Linked DNA regions of Hordeum vulgare: regions 1 and 3 are each linked to region 2. The links are chromatin contacts, called in public Hi-C maps. All regions are on one chromosome and are shown on one strand. The core of a region is the stretch at or near the end of the contact, and the rest is flanking DNA. Distances in the headings are between cores, read along the strand shown. Region 1 holds the start of LOC123444515 (subtilisin-like protease SBT2.2). Region 2 holds the start of LOC123444514 (lipoyl synthase, chloroplastic). Region 3 has its middle 2.7 kb from the start of TRNAR-CCG.

Region 1 (3,094 bases), core at 102-2,601, 230 kb after region 2:
TCTGGTAACCAGAGAAGCCAATCGTTCCTACGACGCCCTTCTTCAGAATGAAGTGGTCATCGTATGATTGGACACCATGGTACAAACGATCGAAGACAATGATGCACATCCAAAAACACCAGCGAAAATGGTCAACGAATAGTGCATCGAGGGCAAAGTAGTCGACCATTAGTGTCAAATGCCCCCGCGTGCTGTTGCGGTTGAGCACTCGATGACCCTTGATCGAGCCCTTGAAATTGAGAACATGCTCCTCCGCACGCTCTGCGTTTCAAGGACCACGTGCATCATCGCCGTCTCATGGGAGGAGTAGTCCTCCTCGTTCGACGACTCAACATAATGCTCGTATATGTACCTCAAATCGAAATCCATCGGTAGAAAGAAGAAGGGACAACTATTTTCAGCTCCAGCGATTCATCAAACAATTGCCGAGCATTATGAGAATACCAGTAGAGGATGGTACCTGGCGGGGCGGTCAGAGGACATGAGCTGAACGGAGACGGAGGAGAACCGACTAGGAGCCCGCTAGAGCGCCGGAGGGTGATAGAGACGCGGAATTCCGGTAGGGGTGTGGCGTGGTGGAGCGATAACGAAGGCAAGAGAAAAAATGGAGAAAAATGAGGAGGATTGGGTCACATGGTCCATGAAGGATTTTGGATGGGCCAGGGATGACGGATGATGACATTTTTCGTGTCCGAATTCGCGCAAACATGCCCCGCTTTTTCCGGTTTGTGAAAAAAATCATGTCCGGACTATCTCGCATTGGATGGCTCCCACAGTCCGGACGGATGCGGGTGACTTATGGGTCCGACTTGAATATGTGCTAACAGAAATCGGAGGAGGAAAGTTATTTTTTTCCTGAGAAAAAAAACTGGCACCGGAAGCTTCTTTTCACCGTTTTTTGTGCGAGTTCCTTTGCTCTACGGTGAAAATGTAGACGTGGTGCAAAGCCGGCGGGCGAACAGCTGGAAATCACTGCGCAATTCCCGAGGCTGTAGAAATCCGAGGTGTCCCCTCCCCCAAGTTTCCTTCCTCGAAATATGAGGTGTCCCCTCCCCAAAGATCGTACCAGTACGCATTTTCATCGTACGTACGTACGTACGTAGTATACATCATCTCTCTTTCTTCCTTCCCGGAAAGCTGATCCTGTTATTACTGTAGCCACCACCTTCCACCCCTTTCACACAAGCATACTGTAGTAGTATCATGATACTCCAATACACCACCAAATTACAGCACAATACAGAATACACCCCAGGAGTCAGGACCAGGAGGCACCGGCGCACAGCAACAAAAGACCAACAAGGTGGAGGCGCCCACGCCAAAGCGGCGGCAGCACCGCAGCAGCAGCAGGCGAGGAGTGCTTTGGCCGCTGCAGTGGTCACTTCTTTATTGCGTGCTCCCCTCCCCCTCCTCCACTCCCCACGCTTGACTCGGGCACACGGCTTAAAAGCGCACGCCTCGCTCGCCCCTCGCCATTATTCCGCCGCGTGCAACACCACCAGTCCTCCTGCTCCCATGGGCGACGGGTGCAGCTAATCTTCCTCGGGGATTCCTGCCGCCCCTCCCCCTCTGGAGCTTCGGGGCGGCGAGGCGCGCTCTGAGGCAATGGGGGTGGCGCGGAGGGAGCAGCGGGCTGCCCCCCTCCTGTGGGCGGCGGTTCTTGCGGTGGCGCTGCTGGCCGGCGCACGCGGCGGCTCCGAGGAGGGCACCGCGGTGTACATTGTGACCATGCAGCAGGCGGCGGTGTCCCACAAGCGCCTCGACCCGGAGAGGGTTGGGAGCAGCAGCGTTGCCGCCGGCGGCGGCGGCGGCGGAGGGGATAACCCGGCCACCAGCATCCTCAGGAAGCCGAGGTGGGCGTCTCTCTTGCCGAAAAGTTCCCCAGTTCTCGTGCGTCTATATAGTGTCAATCAATCCCCCCCTCACTTTTTTTCCTGTGATTTTCGCCTCTTCGATTCCGCAGTTTGCTCTTAGAAAAACTGATTCCCCCGAGAAAATAGCACTTTACTAATCAGGGGCAGTTTTGGCCAAATTTGATTATGCTAGTATTATTCAGGTGATTGGGATGTCACTGCAGCCGTATTTCTTAATCAGCCGACTACTATGTTTACATTGTATGTAATTACTACTAGTTGAAATTCATTTTTTTACCCTCATTTGCATCAATGTATGAACTGATTATTCTCAACCATATATTTGATCAGGCCCACTTAGTTTCTCTAAGGTGAAAATTGCAGGTTATTTATCAGTACAGTAATTAACCGAAGTCACCTTTACACTTTACTCCCAAGATATATATATATATATATATATATATATATATATATATAGAGAGAGAGAGAGAGAGAGAGAGAGAGAGAGACAGCTGGAAACCCTTTTTTCTTAGGAAACCGTGCACCTTTTTGTTTTGTTTTGACAATTGGCTAGTGCAGTCATCTTAACATACTCCTACTGTATGTAGTACTTATTTACTAGCCAGTACATTTATTAACAACAACTTGAAAGTACCCATAGAATATCTAAAATTTTGATTTTAGAATGTCTTTCCTTTTTGGATTGACATAACTTAATTCTTCCGGTCTCTACTTTCGTCTACTTGTTGCGTGCTACAATGAAGTGTCATTCTTCAACAGGTTTTGGCTAAAAATAGTATATTTTCTGACGATTAATTATTGATTTAACTTCTTATCTGAGAAGGTCCAGCAGTTATTTTCCATGGAATGACATGAGTGCGATTTATTTCCTTCTCATTCTAATATTAACCATGGTAATGCAGGCATGCTTCACCTGAATCTGTGAATTATGGTTCACTCCTAGTGCGCCTTCAAAATTCGCTCCTGAAGAAGACACTAAGAGGAGAGCACTACATAAAATTGTACAGTTACCACTACTTGATCAATGGTTTTGCTGTTGTCCTCACTCCTCAGCAGGTATATAATTGTTTATGTTTGTTCCTTGTGCTATTTCTGCACTATTATGAGATTAGTTTGTAGTGTTACACTCTTACTTCTGCTTATCGCTTGTCAAAGAAAAGTGCATGAAATGTTTCGTAAATTTTAATCATGCTGCCAATATGTTAAAATAGGGAAATTCA
Region 2 (2,964 bases), core at 208-2,707:
TTCGTCGATCCAAACTCCCCGGATCATGTATGCCGTCTCCACAAATCACTTTATGGCCTAAAGCAAGCTCCTCGCACATGGTTTCTTCGCTTTCAGGCCTTCTTACTCTCCATCGGCTTCCATGCATCCAAGAGCGACATGTCCCTCTTCATTCTCCATCGTGGTACCACACTTGCTTACTTGCAAGTTTATGTCGATGATATCATCCTCACCGCCAACTCCACTACCACGCTTCACACCATCATCTCCTCACTCAAGAACGAGTTCGCCATGACGGACATGGGTCCTCTCCACCACTTTCTTGGCATCAATGTGACGTCCACCAAGTCTGATCTCTTCCTGAGCCAGCAACAATACACGCTCGAGATCCTTGAGCGTGCCGACATGCTCAACTGCAAGCCCGTACCAACACCTGTTGACACCAGCTCTAAGATGTCCCTTACACACGGTCGCCTTCTCTCCAACCCAACACATTACCGGAGTCTGGCCGGGGCTCTCCAATATCTAACCCTCACACGACCCGACATCTCCTACGCTGTGCAACAGGTATGCTTGTTCATGCATGAACCGAGGGACACACACATGCAACTCATCAAACGCATCCTACGCTACCTGCAAGGTACGTCCCACTATGGTTTGCAGTTCTACCGATCCACATCCCTGGACTTGGTAGCCTACACCGACGCCGATTGGGCCGGGTGCCCCAACACTCGCAAGTCCACATCGGGGTTCTGCGTTTTTCTTGGGTCGAACCTCATCTCTTGGTCTTCTAAACACCAAGCCACCATCTCACGATCCAGCGCCGAGGCCGAATACAGGGGCGTCGCCAACTGCGTCGCCGAGTCTTGCTGGTTACGGCAGCTCCTAGCCGAACTACAACATCCTCCCACCCGTGCAACCGTGGTTTATTGTGCCAACATCAGCGCATCCTACCTCGCCTGCAACCCTGTACAACATCAACGTACCAAACATATCGAGATTGATTTTCACTTTGTACGTGATCGGGTTGCCATGGGAGACGTTCGCGTTCTCCACGTTCCATCAACCTCGCAGTTCGTCGATGTCTTCACCAAAGGCTTGCCATCGCTGGCGTTCAACGAGTTCAGAACCAGCCTCAACATCCACGGTCATGGAGTTCCGGCTGAGGGGGGGTGTTAAACTGTTGTAACGGCTTCGGTTGTGCATGCCTAGAATATAGGATCATAGATGCCCACAAGGCCTGCGTGCCGACTCCCATGGGTAGTCTCTCCTCCTCGTGTATATAAAGGCATGCTTTGTGTAATTGTAACCATCAGTGAATATATTACATCATTCAACTTGGTTAATAATTTTTTAAAGATTGGTTTAGCAATTGCTAAAGCACAACGTCATGTACATTTATAATTGAATCGTCAAAGTCGTCTTTATTAAATCGATAGTTATCATCTTATCAAAAGATGAGGACCCTTGCCTCTATCACAGTGCCTCCGAGTCGTCCTTTTGCGCCGTTGCCCTCAGCACCGGCCGCCACCGCTTCCCCAGCACCAGCCAACGCCCTGCACCCGGGCTCTGCTCCGCCCCGCCGTCCAACATCAGCCGCCGCCAGCTGCAGGCCTCCAGATCCTCGCGGTCGTCCCCCACCGGCGTGCTCCAGATCTAGAGATTTTGAGCCACCAGCCCACCGACGAGCTCTCGCTGCAATTTGAGCTCCTCAACCGTCAGATCACACGTATGGACGTATCTGATCGTTTGGGCGTCGCTCCCTTGCGTTCATCGGCAGCGTACCAAGAAAATACCTCTTCTACCCTCCACTCTCTCTGCAGACATCTCGTGGTCTGTGAGAGGTTGGCCGCCCACTCCGAGGGACAAAACTGGAACGCGCAAAATCTTGTGCAGTCCGTCGCCTGTCCGATTCGCCGGCCACGATGAACAGCTCGCTCGCGAGGCAGGTGGGCCCGCCGATCCGGCCCGGCTGCGCGAGCCACCGCGGTCGGTCCGGCTCGGTCCGGTGCCGCGCCGAGGCTGCGCCGCCGGCGTCCGTCTCCAGGACCGGGCCGTACACCGGGAGGGACCCGGAGGTGAAGAAGCCGGCGTGGCTGAGGCAGAGGGCGGCGCACGGGGAGAAGTACGCGCGGATGCGGGAGTCGCTCGGCGAGCTCAAGCTCAACACCGTCTGCGTCGAGGCCCAGTGCCCCAACATCGGCGAGGTACTATTCCACACGCACGGGTACACACCTCCCTCCGCAGCAATGCTTCGCTCGTGTGATCCAATCTTGCTTGCCTAGCATAATACTGCACGATCGGCACGAGGAATTCCTGCGAGACAGTAGCAACGGCGCGTTTGGCAATATTTGGGAAGGGGAATGGGAGTTTAGCCTAGGGAGTTGTATTGAAATTAGACATGGGATAAGTCGTTTTATTCCAAAACCTTTGTTTGGCGCATGATAGTAGTGATATGTGAGAATAAGAGGAGAATTGGTATTTCCTTGTTTGGTTCATGGGAATTGAGGCGGGACTAGATCAGGGAAGTGAACATAAGCTATGATGAAGGGTTAAGATTGACCCACTAAAACAACTAGACGATGCCCCGCGTTGCTGCGGAAAACTTGTTAAAAAATATATGGATGAATGTTAGAAAACTAATGTTAATGCAAAAAAACCATTATAAAAATGTTTTGCTTAATTAACTAGAAAAAAAATCATGCATGAGGGTATGTTTTGCATGAAAAGATGAATGAAAAAAGTAACTTATGATTACATGCATGATTTGATAATATGGCATTGTTGCATGGAGAGAAAAATTGGGTGGTGGGTTCTAGTTATTTAAGAATAGAAGATTCCCTCCCAACTCCCATCCCCTCCCCTGTTAATAAAACGGTGGGAGTTGGAGTCTCATGCCTATTCCTTTATAAACTCTCAATCCCCCTAACCAAACAGTAGATTTGAAGTCTCATACCCCTTTAATTCCCAATCTCTGACTCTAAT
Region 3 (2,918 bases), core at 352-2,851, 200 kb before region 2:
TCTGTTTCTTTCTCTTTCTCTTTTCTTGTTTTCATTTTTCGTCCATTATTACTTTATAAGGGAATGTTTTTTCATGTATTTTTGCATTAAAAGGAAATGTTTTGATGAATAATTTGTGTTTCTTGTATTTAATTTTGACTTCATGCAGCATGTTAAACATTGTGGTGCAATAGGTCAAGTGGTAAGGATCCCAAACAATCCTTCGTAGGAGTTCGAATCCTTGACGCATCGAAGGTTTTGATAAATTCCGTACTGTCTCGCTGTTAACCCAGGAAATGGACCGGCCCATTCAGATCCCGCCCTGCACGGAATCTCGTGTTTTGTACGCCCACGAGCGTCAGCTAGAGGCTCTCGTGGAACTGGCCCTCAGCAAAGAGCAACGGTCGCAACCAACACCTCGACCCCGCAGCAAACGTGGCCGCGAAAGCGAGCGAACCCACCGCCCATCCGCCCGCGTCCATCCACGCCGCGAGCACGACCGCACGAGCCCGCCGCCCGGCGCACGCCCATCCATCCATGATCCATCCATCCATCCATCCCCACGCCCTCCCCTCCGCCCCCCACGTGCCGCCGGCCGGCCACGCGGCGCTCGCGAGCGCCGTCCCGTCTCGACGTCGACGCCTCACGTGCGACGACCGGCAGGCGACGCGTGCCGAGCGGAGCGGCGTCCACTTCCCTTTCCCGAAAGAAAGACGATGCCACGCCCTTCCTTGCCTTTCCCGGCCATCCCGTTCGACCCACCACCGGCCGCCCCGTTGACGCGCGACCGACCACCGCCAGACCCGGTCGGTCCCGGGTAATTAGGTAGGCATGGCGTGCCCGCAGTTCCCTCCGTCCACGCCGCGGCCGGAGACACGGGTGGGCGGCCGGCCGGCGACCGTCGTGGGCTGGGATCTGAGCGTGGCCGCGTGCCATGCGTGCGTGACGCAACCGACGCGGACGCCGGCACGCCAACGCTGCCGCTGGCGTGGACGAGCGAGCCCCCTTTTCCTCGCTGCGCGTTCCGCTTTGTTCCGTGTGAAGCAAAAGCAACGCCCGGTGGGGCGGCGGGTTAGTATTGTATAACAAGCGGCCAGGCACAAGACTTTTGGATCGCGATGAAAGGATTGCGTTCCGGTTAAGCTCGGGCCGGTGCCAACTTGTTTGCTTTCGTACGATCCGCCTGGTGTTATCCATCGCTGCTTCTTCTCGGTTGCAGCGTACGGACTCGCCCTACCGTGGCCATGATGTGCCGCACGCCCCGATCAATGCGGGAGGAAGTGCGTTTTTTATTTGTACAGCCACCATGTGCGTGTGGGTTCGGGTTTCCTGGGATCCAATGCGCGAACCAGCAACGTGCATCCTCGTGGCCGTGGGTAATAATCGTAAACAAAACCCAGCTGGTAGATACTAGAACACGAAGAAACATTCATCGAGCAATTTTTTAGGGTGGGGGTCCGTTTACCCGATGGAGTTGTTTTACAAGCGCTACGAAACGGGAACGGGAAAGAAACGAACAAACAAGCCTTAGCGGCAGCTCGGTGGGATCGGATCAGGCCAGATCGCACCGCGTCCGGCGAGCGCGCAGCGAAGACGACACGGGGTGATGGCCGCGAACGACGGCAGATACAGCCGCTGCAGCTACCGCGGAAAGGGACGGGAGAGAGGAGGAGGAAAAGGACGTGCGTGCGTGCCTTGTCCAAAACCAGAAGGAAACGCACAACCATCTCATCTGCCTGCCTACCTGTGCACTGCTCACCCCTTTCGGCCGGCCTTTTTCCCGCACTCCTTGCTCGCTCACGATGCGTGTCACACCAACGCGGTTTTGCTTTGGTCTAGACGGAGGGGGAGAGACGCGCGATGCATGGGTGAGATCTAAGGTGGCTCCTGCAGATGCTGTCCCGCCACTTCTTCTTTTGAGAAAAAGGTGTTATCCTTGTTTTTTAAGGGGAAAATAGGTTACCCTATCCTGCTCGCAAGCTTCCATCGAGACGTACGCGACTTCCACCGGTAGCTCGTAAACCAAGCCGCTCCATCTAATCAAGCTTCTTTGAAACCAACCAACTCTGGCCAAGTATGTGCGGTGTGTAAAGATGTTGAAAAATCACTCTTTATATAATCCATATCAGTCCCTTGGCTCATCTACGTATCGCTCCTTTGGCAGGATATCAATGTACACTTGCAAGAGTCACACGTGCAGTTTTACCATCAGCTTAGTTAGATCATCTATGACCGTACTTCACAAGTCCGTTTCCCTATACGCATGTGGGGGCGTCCGAACGCTTTCGCAAACAGAGCCCGCAGGCTCATCATATGGGCAGCCAAACATCAACATACGTGAAACGCTGATCCTCAAATTTATGCAGTTTATGCACGTTGATCATATAATACAGATTGTCTCATTCGTCAGTTTAAAAGAAAGTAAAGTAATCATAGTTCAACAATTCAAACATGATAATATAAAATCAGTGTCCGAGCATACAGAATGCCTTGGCCGGATCACTCGTCGGACGTCGTCCATGTGTCCTGCTTTGCCCGCATCCTTGACGCAGTCTCAGCCTGCATCCTTGCTGCATGCTCCGTCTTCATCCTCGCCGAATGCTTCGCTGCCGCCCTCGCCGCCTCGTACTTCGTACTTCCTACGCTCGTTGATTTCCTTTTTCTTGTCCGCAATTCACTTCTTTGCATGCTCATCTAAGAGGGTGTCGTCCGCCAACATGATCTTTGGCATCCTTCGTGTCCCGTGTCAATTGCAACCTCTTCTTTTCAAGCTCAATCTCTTCAAATGTATTGGCCTTCTTGAACTCTCATTTGATCATCGCCTCTTGCTTTTCCAAATCGATTTTACCCCTTTCAATTTCCAGCTTCTTCTCCGCCCTCGTCTGGTTCCAGTTCATCCTCTCTTTCCGCGCATCCAACATGAGTTTGTACCTCTCATG

The links. Hi-C and Micro-C count contacts between places; a contact is called where the count stands out from the background.
Region 1: a contact with region 2 is called in a Hi-C map of leaf, with 8 times the contacts expected there. The contact joins the promoter of LOC123444515 here to the promoter of LOC123444514 in region 2. A contact is called at or near these places in 3 of 6 Hi-C or Micro-C datasets (leaf and seedling) and 1 of 1 datasets of contacts at active chromatin or transcription factors (embryo).
Region 3: a Hi-C map of seedling shows a contact between it and region 2, with 5 times the contacts expected there. The contact joins the enhancer-like site here to the promoter of LOC123444514 in region 2. A contact is called at or near these places in 2 of 6 Hi-C or Micro-C datasets (leaf and seedling).

Annotation. Positions count from the first base shown.
Region 1 is chr3H:502,068,006-502,071,099 of MorexV3_pseudomolecules_assembly, forward strand. It overlaps LOC123444515 (subtilisin-like protease SBT2.2), which reads left to right and starts at 1,352. Exons shown (of 10, transcript XM_045121248.1): 1 at 1,352-1,853; 2 at 2,777-2,930. The coding sequence starts at 1,606.
Region 2 is chr3H:501,841,298-501,844,261 of MorexV3_pseudomolecules_assembly, forward strand. LOC123444514 (lipoyl synthase, chloroplastic) reads left to right here and starts at 1,458. Exons shown (of 7, transcript XM_045121247.1): 1 at 1,458-2,186. The coding sequence starts at 1,905.
Region 3 is chr3H:501,640,445-501,643,362 of MorexV3_pseudomolecules_assembly, forward strand. No RefSeq gene overlaps it. Among protein-coding and RNA genes, the nearest start is that of TRNAR-CCG, 2.7 kb to the left of the region's middle. Within about 2 kb of position 1,602, at least 3 of the 3 cell types and tissues checked have open chromatin away from gene starts, as enhancers often do. A contact at or near this core is called in leaf and seedling, where this site is marked.